Linked DNA regions of Sus scrofa: all the other regions are linked to region 1. A link is a contact called in public Hi-C and HiChIP or PLAC-seq data. All regions are on one chromosome and are shown on one strand. The core of a region is the stretch at or near the end of the contact, and the rest is flanking DNA. Distances in the headings are between cores, read along the strand shown.

What was found. Hi-C and Micro-C count contacts between places; a contact is called where the count stands out from the background. HiChIP or PLAC-seq counts read pairs in DNA pulled down with a chosen protein or histone mark.
Region 2: a Hi-C map of alveolar macrophages shows a contact between it and region 1, with 7 times the contacts expected there. The contact joins two enhancer-like sites. A contact is called at or near these places in 1 of 5 promoter capture datasets (fetal skeletal muscle), 28 of 47 Hi-C or Micro-C datasets (adipose tissue, alveolar macrophages, blood and 15 more) and 2 of 2 datasets of contacts at active chromatin or transcription factors (alveolar macrophages and skeletal muscle).
Region 3: an H3K27ac HiChIP or PLAC-seq map of skeletal muscle shows a contact between it and region 1. The contact joins two enhancer-like sites. A contact is called at or near these places in 1 of 5 promoter capture datasets (liver), 6 of 47 Hi-C or Micro-C datasets (brain, epiblast stem cells, liver and 2 more) and 2 of 2 datasets of contacts at active chromatin or transcription factors (alveolar macrophages and skeletal muscle).

Annotation. Positions count from the first base shown.
Region 1 is chr4:6,863,007-6,865,754 of Sscrofa11.1, forward strand. No RefSeq gene overlaps it. Among named protein-coding and RNA genes, the nearest start is that of MIR30D, 84 kb to the right of the region's middle. Within about 2 kb of position 1,400, at least 34 of the 83 cell types and tissues checked have an H3K27ac peak or open chromatin away from gene starts, as enhancers often do. A contact at or near this core is called in adipose tissue, alveolar macrophages and skeletal muscle, where this site is marked.
Region 2 is chr4:7,029,362-7,032,109 of Sscrofa11.1, forward strand. The region is part of intron 4 of ZFAT (zinc finger protein ZFAT); the gene reads left to right. Among named protein-coding and RNA genes, the nearest start is that of ZFAT, 61 kb to the left of the region's middle. Within about 2 kb of position 1,345, at least 4 of the 83 cell types and tissues checked have an H3K27ac peak or open chromatin away from gene starts, as enhancers often do. A contact at or near this core is called in adipose tissue and alveolar macrophages, where this site is marked.
Region 3 is chr4:7,005,511-7,008,258 of Sscrofa11.1, forward strand. The region is part of intron 3 of ZFAT (zinc finger protein ZFAT); the gene reads left to right. Among named protein-coding and RNA genes, the nearest start is that of ZFAT, 37 kb to the left of the region's middle. Within about 2 kb of position 1,356, at least 15 of the 83 cell types and tissues checked have an H3K27ac peak or open chromatin away from gene starts, as enhancers often do. A contact at or near this core is called in alveolar macrophages and skeletal muscle, where this site is marked.

The DNA.
Region 1 (2,748 bases), core at 150-2,649:
GGGCCACCCATTAGGTGACCAATGCATCTCTTGTGTCTTCATCTATAACACTTCTCCCTTCGTCTTTTTCCCCGACCTGCCCTAGGCTGACTGTACCCTTGTGATGCTGGGCTGTGTGCTAGGGCTTTATAGGGATTATCAGGCCATCTTCCCTGCAAACCAAGGTCATCGTTATTCTGTCGTATTCCCATGGGCCGGTCTAGACAGTGGCACGTGTGTCCCATGCAGGAGCTCGGCTAGTGCCCGCTCAGCTGTCCGGGCAGTAGCTGCCATCATCTCCACTTGACAGAAAAATAAACTGAGGTGCAGAAAGATTAAGCACTGGAGTCTCTTCAGCCCTCACTGTTAGGCGGTCCTGCCACATCTGCAGCAGGGGCTGCCTCCCTTGACAGTTTCCTCTTCTCCCATGAAGCTCAGCAAAGAAAAAAGGTTAGAACAGAAGTGTATGTCCCTGGAGTTCCCATTGTGGCTCAGCAGTAACAAACCCGAGTAGTATCTATGAGGACACGGGTTCGATCCCTGGCCTCGAGCAGTGGGTTAAGGATCCCGCATTGCCATGGGCTACCGTGTAGGTCCAAGACACAGCTCAGATGTGACGTTGCTGTGGCTGTGCTGTAGGTCATCAGCTGCAGCTCCGATTCGACCCCTAAGCCTGGACTCTTCCATATTCTTCAGGTGCAGCCAAAAAAAAAAACCAATAAGTAAATAAATAAAGTATGTATATATGTCCCTATACACCACTATATATAAAAACAATAAATAACAAGGACCTACTATATAGCACAGGGAACTATACTCAATGTCTTGTAATAACCTATTACAGAGATTTGGGAAAAGAATATATATATAATTAGATAAATAACACTTGAAGCTAACACAACGTCATAAATCAACTATACTTCAATTTTTTTGTACTTCAATTTAGAAATGTTTAGTTAAACATTAAAAAAAAGAACTATAGGTCTCTTTTTTGGTGAACTGTGTCCCACACACCCTGCTTTCTTTTCTGGTTAACATTCTTCCATTCTACCAGACGCAGAGGGAACTCAGTCTGACTCTCCGCCGTCCGGAGGCTCCTGGTGTGCCTGGGAATACGGGAAATACAGGTACCTCTCCAATGCAAGGCAGGTGTTGAAAAGCCCTGCCTGCAGTAGTGGCTTCTCAACAGAGCAGCGAAAAATGCGCGGAGAAGTGATAACACCTGAGTAGGCAGCCGTTATTTGTGGATGGAAATATCGGAGAACATCAGGACGTTTGCCTGGTCTGCCCAGGGGAAGTACAAGCCATGAAGCCCAGTAAATACTTATTACTAAGCAAACAGAGTGGAGAACAATGCAAGGTTTGGTTTGAGAACTGCAGGGTTGTCATTTCACACTAGGCCACAAGAGGGCACTATAACATGATTTGGGGAAGAAAGTTGCTTTTGGTTTTGGTTTTGCATTTTCTTTACAGGGGGCCCAGGGGTCAGCAAGGTCTTGTAAGTTTCTAGCTGCTGGGGACTTGGTTAGTTCTGAGCCTCCCTAAGACCTCTGCCTGTGAAAGGGTGTTGGCCGAAATGTGAGACCGCAACATTTGTAAGGCAGGATAACAGGATTTTTTTTCCAAGCCTGACCTCATCGCCCTGGGTTCCTCCCTCCTCAGCTCCTAGTAAGAGGGTCCAGCAACCTGTTCTCTCCGCCACGATCCATGCCTCCAACCCTTTCTCCTCCTCTTCCAGGACCACCTTCTCTCTGAGTCCCCATAACCGGACAAACATAGTGGTTCCGCTAATATTTATTCCATTGGCTTGTAAGTATTTGTGTTATTTTAGTTAAGATCTCTTAGCAGTGAGAAAATGACTGATGCTCCAACTTGTCTCAGGTACATCCTGTGAAAGACCAGCAGCTCATTTGCCTCTGTCCCGAACCCATCCGGGGAGCTGACTTTCCATCTCTGCTGACTGGTCCTGGGTCAGTAGTTTCCTTGGGTCCCCATAACAGGAGCTGCTGGAGGCCAGGGACACACCCCAGCCCCTGCTGTATCCTCGGGGCCAAGCAAAGAGCTGGGCTGTGGCTGGTGCCCAAGGAACGCTTACTGGATGGAGAACAAGAGGATGAGTGGAACAGCTCTTCTCATTCCATGATCAGGGCCCTGACCTTCAGGCTACACTACACTAGCAGCCTCGAAGGCTCACACATGCGCCACAGCGGAGGGACTGGTGGCAGCAAAAGGACAGCAGCTCCTCTGGTCCCTCCCCTGCTCCCAGCCTCCAAGGCTTCCTAAGGCACTTACAAGAAATCCTAACTCCTCCCTGTGACATACGAGGCCCCGCCTCCCAGCCTCCCCACCCGCCAAACCGACCTCACCCCTGCCACACCCCCCACGGACCAGGCTCGGAGGAAACACACACCCTTCCCGCCCTCGAGGTGGGCCGGCCCAGGCAGGTTCCTCTCCCTGGAATGCCCCTCCTTCTCATCATCCAAGGCTGTGATGATTTGACATTAAGATCCCAGTTTTTTTGGTTTTTGGTTTTGGGGGGGGAGTTCGGTCTTTTTAGGGCCATACCTGTGGCATATGGAAGTACCCAGGCTAGGAGTCGAATCAGAGCTACAACTGCCGGCCTCCTCCGCAGCCACAGCAATGCCAAATCCGAGCCACATCTGTGTCCTACACTGTAGCTTGCAGCAACCCTGGATCCTTAACCCACTGAGTGAGACCAAGGATCAAACCCACATCTTCACAGACACTATGTGGGGTTCTTAAACTGGT
Region 2 (2,748 bases), core at 95-2,594, 170 kb after region 1:
TGTCTGGGGCTGTCCCCACACCCTGGCTTCCGTCCAGGCGGCTCTGTCCATCTCTGTGTAAGTGAGCCTCTGGGTGAGGCTTGCAGGCCAGGTTCCACTTTAAAACATTCAAGGTCACTGCTAATGGGGTCTAGTGAGGCTCAGAGGCTTACACAGACTCCATCACATTGGGCGGGTGGGCCGGGGCGGGGTGGGAGCAGGGGCTGGGGGACCCAGCTCCTGGCTGAGATGACTGCCCTTCCTACCATGTCAGAAGTGTCAGTCCCCAGCTGGGGATGTCCTGCAGTCCTTTTGCAGCACCAGCAGACCCCCCAGGCAGATGGGGAAACAGGCTCAGGAGGCCACCACACATGCCAGGGCTGCACGGCTCCTGGGGCAGAGGTGGGTTCATGTTTAGGTCTGGGCTTCTCACCTCACTTTGTCATCTGATTTTTTATGTTTTGCCCTCACCTGTGGCATGTGGAAGTTCCTGGGCCAGGAATCGAACCAGAGCTGCAGCAATGCCAATGCCGAATTCTTAATCCCTAGGCCACCAGGAAACTCCGTGTTTTGTTGTTTTAAAATGAGAGATTCCCCTCTATCTTTTCCTTTAAAATTTGCTGTTGAGAAACATGATGTACAGCATACATGTAGAAAAGTGTTTCGAAGTGATGAACAGATCTGTGGATGTTCACAGACTGAATTCACTGTGAGACCAAGCAGAACACATGCAGAAGCCCCAGGCCCAAGGAGAATCTGTCCTGACTCTGCCGAGAAGTGGGGCCCCTTTTGTACTCTGTGCGAATGGAGCACTGAATTAAACTTCTTTGACTCAGTTCCACTTTGTTAGCATAAAAATGTGGCCGTGAATGGGGAAGCACCATAAGGTTTGGAGATAACTTTTATATGGGTTGAGAATGGCTGGGCAGTGGCTGGTGGTGACTAGGACAGAGAATCTGGGGTTGGCGTTGGGTCTGCCTCACCTGCCGGGTCGTCCAGGACTTGCTGCCAGTACAGACCCAAGCCCTGCTGGGGAAGCAGCAACAGCAAGTGGTGACTCTGCATGTAGGATGGGCTTGGGGCCTGGGCTGTGCTTCTGCTTTGTGCTTACCTGCCGAGTGACATTGCATCCCCTCCTTGGGCTCAGTTTACTTGATTTGAAGTGAGGACAGCAGCCCCTCCCTCACTGGATTAATGTGAATATTAAGTGGGTGGTGAGCAAAGCATGGCCTCCAGCAGAGGTAGGAATCAGGGAATATTAGCCACATTTTCATTCGGGTCTCTCTGCTCAGTCTTGGGAATGGCTTCATCCTTCGGACGGAAGGTGTAGTGCTCAGACTGGCCACCAGAGGGTGCTCCTGGCACATGTATGGTGCCTGCTTGAGTGAAGGCCCTGGGTTTACTGTGTGTTGGTAACCTATGTTTCCCTCCCCCCCCCCAAAGCTGATGCCTTATATGTAATGATTCTCTGTTCCCTAGTTCTAGACCTGTTGTCAAGCCGTGTGGGGGCGTACTTATTAGGTGTGCGGTCTGGGTGGGTTGGTGGCACTTTGATTTTCCAGCTTACCCCTCCCTGCAGTGAGTTGCTGTCTTAAATTCTAACACACAAGAGTGAGGTTCCCTTTTTGGTGTAGCTACTCGTAGTTGTAATCAATCTTTTGAAATGTCTCTGTAGCCTCGTAGGCTTTGTTCTTCCGGGGCTCTGCTACGTTATTACAGGAAATGACACTACGTCCTGGAACAGTGCTGGCCCCCAGGGGGGTGGGCAGTTACGGAGATCCACTTGGGAGGTCTTGGTCAAGTTTTGACTTTGTGTTATCTGATCGGGGCTCCTTAGTATCCCACTAACTGCTCTGAGTCCTAGCTCTCTCCTCAGTACATGGGGACGATGACGGTGGTGGTGATGGAGTTGATGATGGTGATGATGACAGAGGTGACGGTGGTGATGATGACAGAGGTGATTGTGGTGATGGTGGTATTGACAGAGGGATGGTGATGGAGGTGATGTGATGGTGATGCTGGCGATGGTGGAGGTGATGGTGATAGGGGGATGGTGATGGAGGTGATGTGATGGTGGAGGTGGTGATGGTGATGGAGGGATGGCGGTGGAGGTGATGCTGGTGGTGATGCTGATAGAAGTAATGCTGGTGATGCTGGCGATGGTGGAGGTGGTGGTGATAGGGGAATGGTGATGGAGGTGATGTGATGGTGGTGATGGTGATGGAGGGATGGCGGTGGAGGTGATGCTGGTGGTGATGCTGACAGAGGTAATGCTGGTGAGGCTGGCGAAGGTGGAGTGATGGTGATAGAGGAATGGTGATGAGGTGATGTGATGGTGGTGATGGCGATGGAGGGATGGTGGTAGAGGTGATGGTGATAGAGGTAATGCTGGTGATGCTGGCGATGGTGGAGGTGGTGGTGATAGGGGAATGGTGATGGAGGTGATGTGATGGTGGTGATGGTGATGGAGGGATGGCGGTGGAGGTGATGCTGGTGGTGATGCTGACAGAGGTAATGCTGGTGAGGCTGGCGAAGGTGGAGTGATGGTGATAGAGGAATGGTGATGGAGGTGATGTGATGGTGGTGATGGCGATGGAGGGATGGTGGTGGAGGTGATGGTGATAGAGGTAATGCTGGTGATGCTGGCGATGGTGGAGGTGATGGTGACAGTAGTAGGAACCATCTACTTGGCCACTTCCCAGGACAGCAGGGCGGATCAGGTGGGGTCACTGGCCTGCAGGCCTGTGGACACAAAGTGGGTGGTCTAAT
Region 3 (2,748 bases), core at 106-2,605, 140 kb after region 1:
CTTGGGAACCTCCATATGCCGCAGGTGTGGCCCTAAAAAAAGAAAAGACAAAAAAAAATGTTAATGACTATTTTTTAGAGCCGTTTTAGGTTACAGAAAAAAATGCACAGAAAGTACAGGGAGTTCCCCTTACCACCTTCTCCTCGCCCCATTCCCATTTCTCCTGTTATTAACATCTCGCATTAGGAGTTCCCGTCGTGGCGCAGTGGTTAACAAATCCGACTAGGAACCATGAGGTTGCGGGTTCGGTCCCTGCCCTTGCTCAGTGGGTTAAGGATCCGGCGTTGCCGTGGGCTGTGGTGTAGGTTGCAGACGCGGCTCGGATCCCTCGTTGCTGTGGCTCTGGCGTAGGCTGGTGGCTACAGCTCCGATTCAACCCCTAGCCTAGGAACCTCCATATGCCGTGGGAGCGGCCCAAGAAATAGCAAAAAGACAAAAAAAAAAAAAAAAAAATCTCGCATTAGTACGGTACATTGGTTATAATTGATGAATCAATATTGATGCATCATTACTGACTAAAGTCCATAGTTTACATTCATTCTTTGTTTTGTATATTCTATGGATTTTTCTCTTTTTTTTGACTGAGCCTACCCCATGTGGAAATTCCCAGGCCAGGGACTGAACCTGAGCCACAGCAGTGACAACACCAGGTCCATAACCCCCTGAGCCACCAGGGAACTCCTCTTCTGTGCATTTTGACAAATGCATAATGACATGTATCCACCAACCCAGTGACATACAGAGTGGCTTCACTGCCCTAACCGCACCCCCCCCATCCCACCTTTTCATCCCTCCTCACTTACTCCCCCTCTGCCCAGGAATCCCTGGCCAGCACTGGTCTCTTCACAGTCTCTCTTCTTTCCTGGAATGTCATACAGTTGGAACCGTACAGTCTGTGGCCTTTCCAGACTGGCCTCTTTCACTTTAGCAGTGTGCATTGAAGATTCCTCCTTATAACTCCCAGTTTTTAACTGTTGAAAATAAATTAAAATAGTCACAAAATGCTGAAAGGCAGACCTTCATCCTATACCTCCCTTAGTGGGATGAAGAAGCACCTTTTATCTTGCTTTTTACAACCAGCATTGGAGGCAGGGGATGGCAGGAGGGAGGATTGATCTCAGAGGAAGAGGCAGGAGTTCCCTGGTGGCTCAGTGAGTTAAGGATCTGACACTGGCAATGCAGCAACTTGTGTTGCTGCTATGGCGCTTGTTCGATCCTGGAGTGGAGAACTTCCACATGCTACCGGTGCAGCCAAAACAATACAAAACAAAAAAACCAAACATGAGGGGCCAGTGGCTCCAGAAGGAGACATGGCTTCCTGTTTCCGATTTGGTTTCTGGTTTCATTTCCTATTTCTGGTTCAAGCTCGCTCAGCTTGGGACAATCCCCTCCACTGGTCAGTGTGCCTGCCTCACCCACCATCCCACCTTTTTTTTGGTTCTGTCCCCTTTCTGCCCCACTCCCACTCACCCGACTTGCTTCAGAGAGAGAAAGCACAGTGAAAACGCCCCGGAGGGCCCGTCTCTGTTCTCCCCTCCAGCTGTGTCCCTGCCAGTGTTTGCCCGGAAGCAGCCGGCATAGCCACCCGATAATGAGATTTAGCAGCCTTGGCTGCCGGCAGTCAAAGCCAGTGATAACTGGATAATATTTCTTAGCATGGGGCTTACAGTTTATTTTTGTGCTCACGCGGTGCTCATATAGGAAGCATCACATTTACGTTTAAAACTTGAGGAGCAGCTTAAAAACATGGGGTCAGAATCAAACAGTCTTGGGCTCAGATGACATTTCTGCAGCAGGTGACTAGTAGGATGAGCCTCGCTGAATCCATACCGTCCCTGGGCCCCAGTTTTCTCATCTGCAAAAATGAGCTCACTAGTTCCCTCCCTGAGAGTTACCAGGAAGACTGCTACGGTTGGCTCGCACGCAGAAATAGTCATCCAGTATCAATTCCTTGTCCTTACTGATTGCTGGAGACCTGGATTTCAGTCCCAGTTTTCTTATCCTCCAACTTTGTGACCAGGGATTAGTCATAAACTGGAGACCACAAGCCAGGAGCTGCCCTGCTCCTATTTATTTTTGAACTTTTTATTGAAAACATTTTTTGTTTGTTTGCTTGCTTTTCTGGCTGCTCTATGGCATGTGGCGTTCCTGGGCCAGGGATCAGATCCAAGCATCAGTTGCAACCTATGCCACAACTGTGGCAACACCAGATTCTTAACCCACTGTGCTGGGCTGGGGATCGAACCTGTGTCCCAGTGCTCCAGAGATGCCACCGATCCCATTGTGCCACAGTGGGAACTCCTAACCCCTCCTTTTTGAAAAATGGAAGTGTAATGGCTATATAACTTTATATAGGTTCCAGGTGTACAGTAAAGTCATTTACAGTTTTTAAAGGTTGTACTCCATTTATAGTTATTATAAAATATTGGCTATATTCCCCACATTGTATGGTGTATTCCTGTGGCTCATGTTAAACCTTGCATTAGTAGCTCTTACTCCTGTCCCCCTATCTTGCCCTTCCCCACTTTCCTCTCCCCACTGGTAGTCACTAGTTTGTTCTCTATGAGTCTGCTTCTTTTTTTAATACTGACTAGTTTTACTGGATTTTTTGGATTCCTCGTGTAAGTGATATCATACTGTATTTTCTTTTTCGGTCTGACTTAATTCACTTAGCATAATGCCCTTCAAGTCTATCTATGTTGCTGCAAATGGCAAAATATCATTCTTTTTTATAGCTGAATAGTAGTC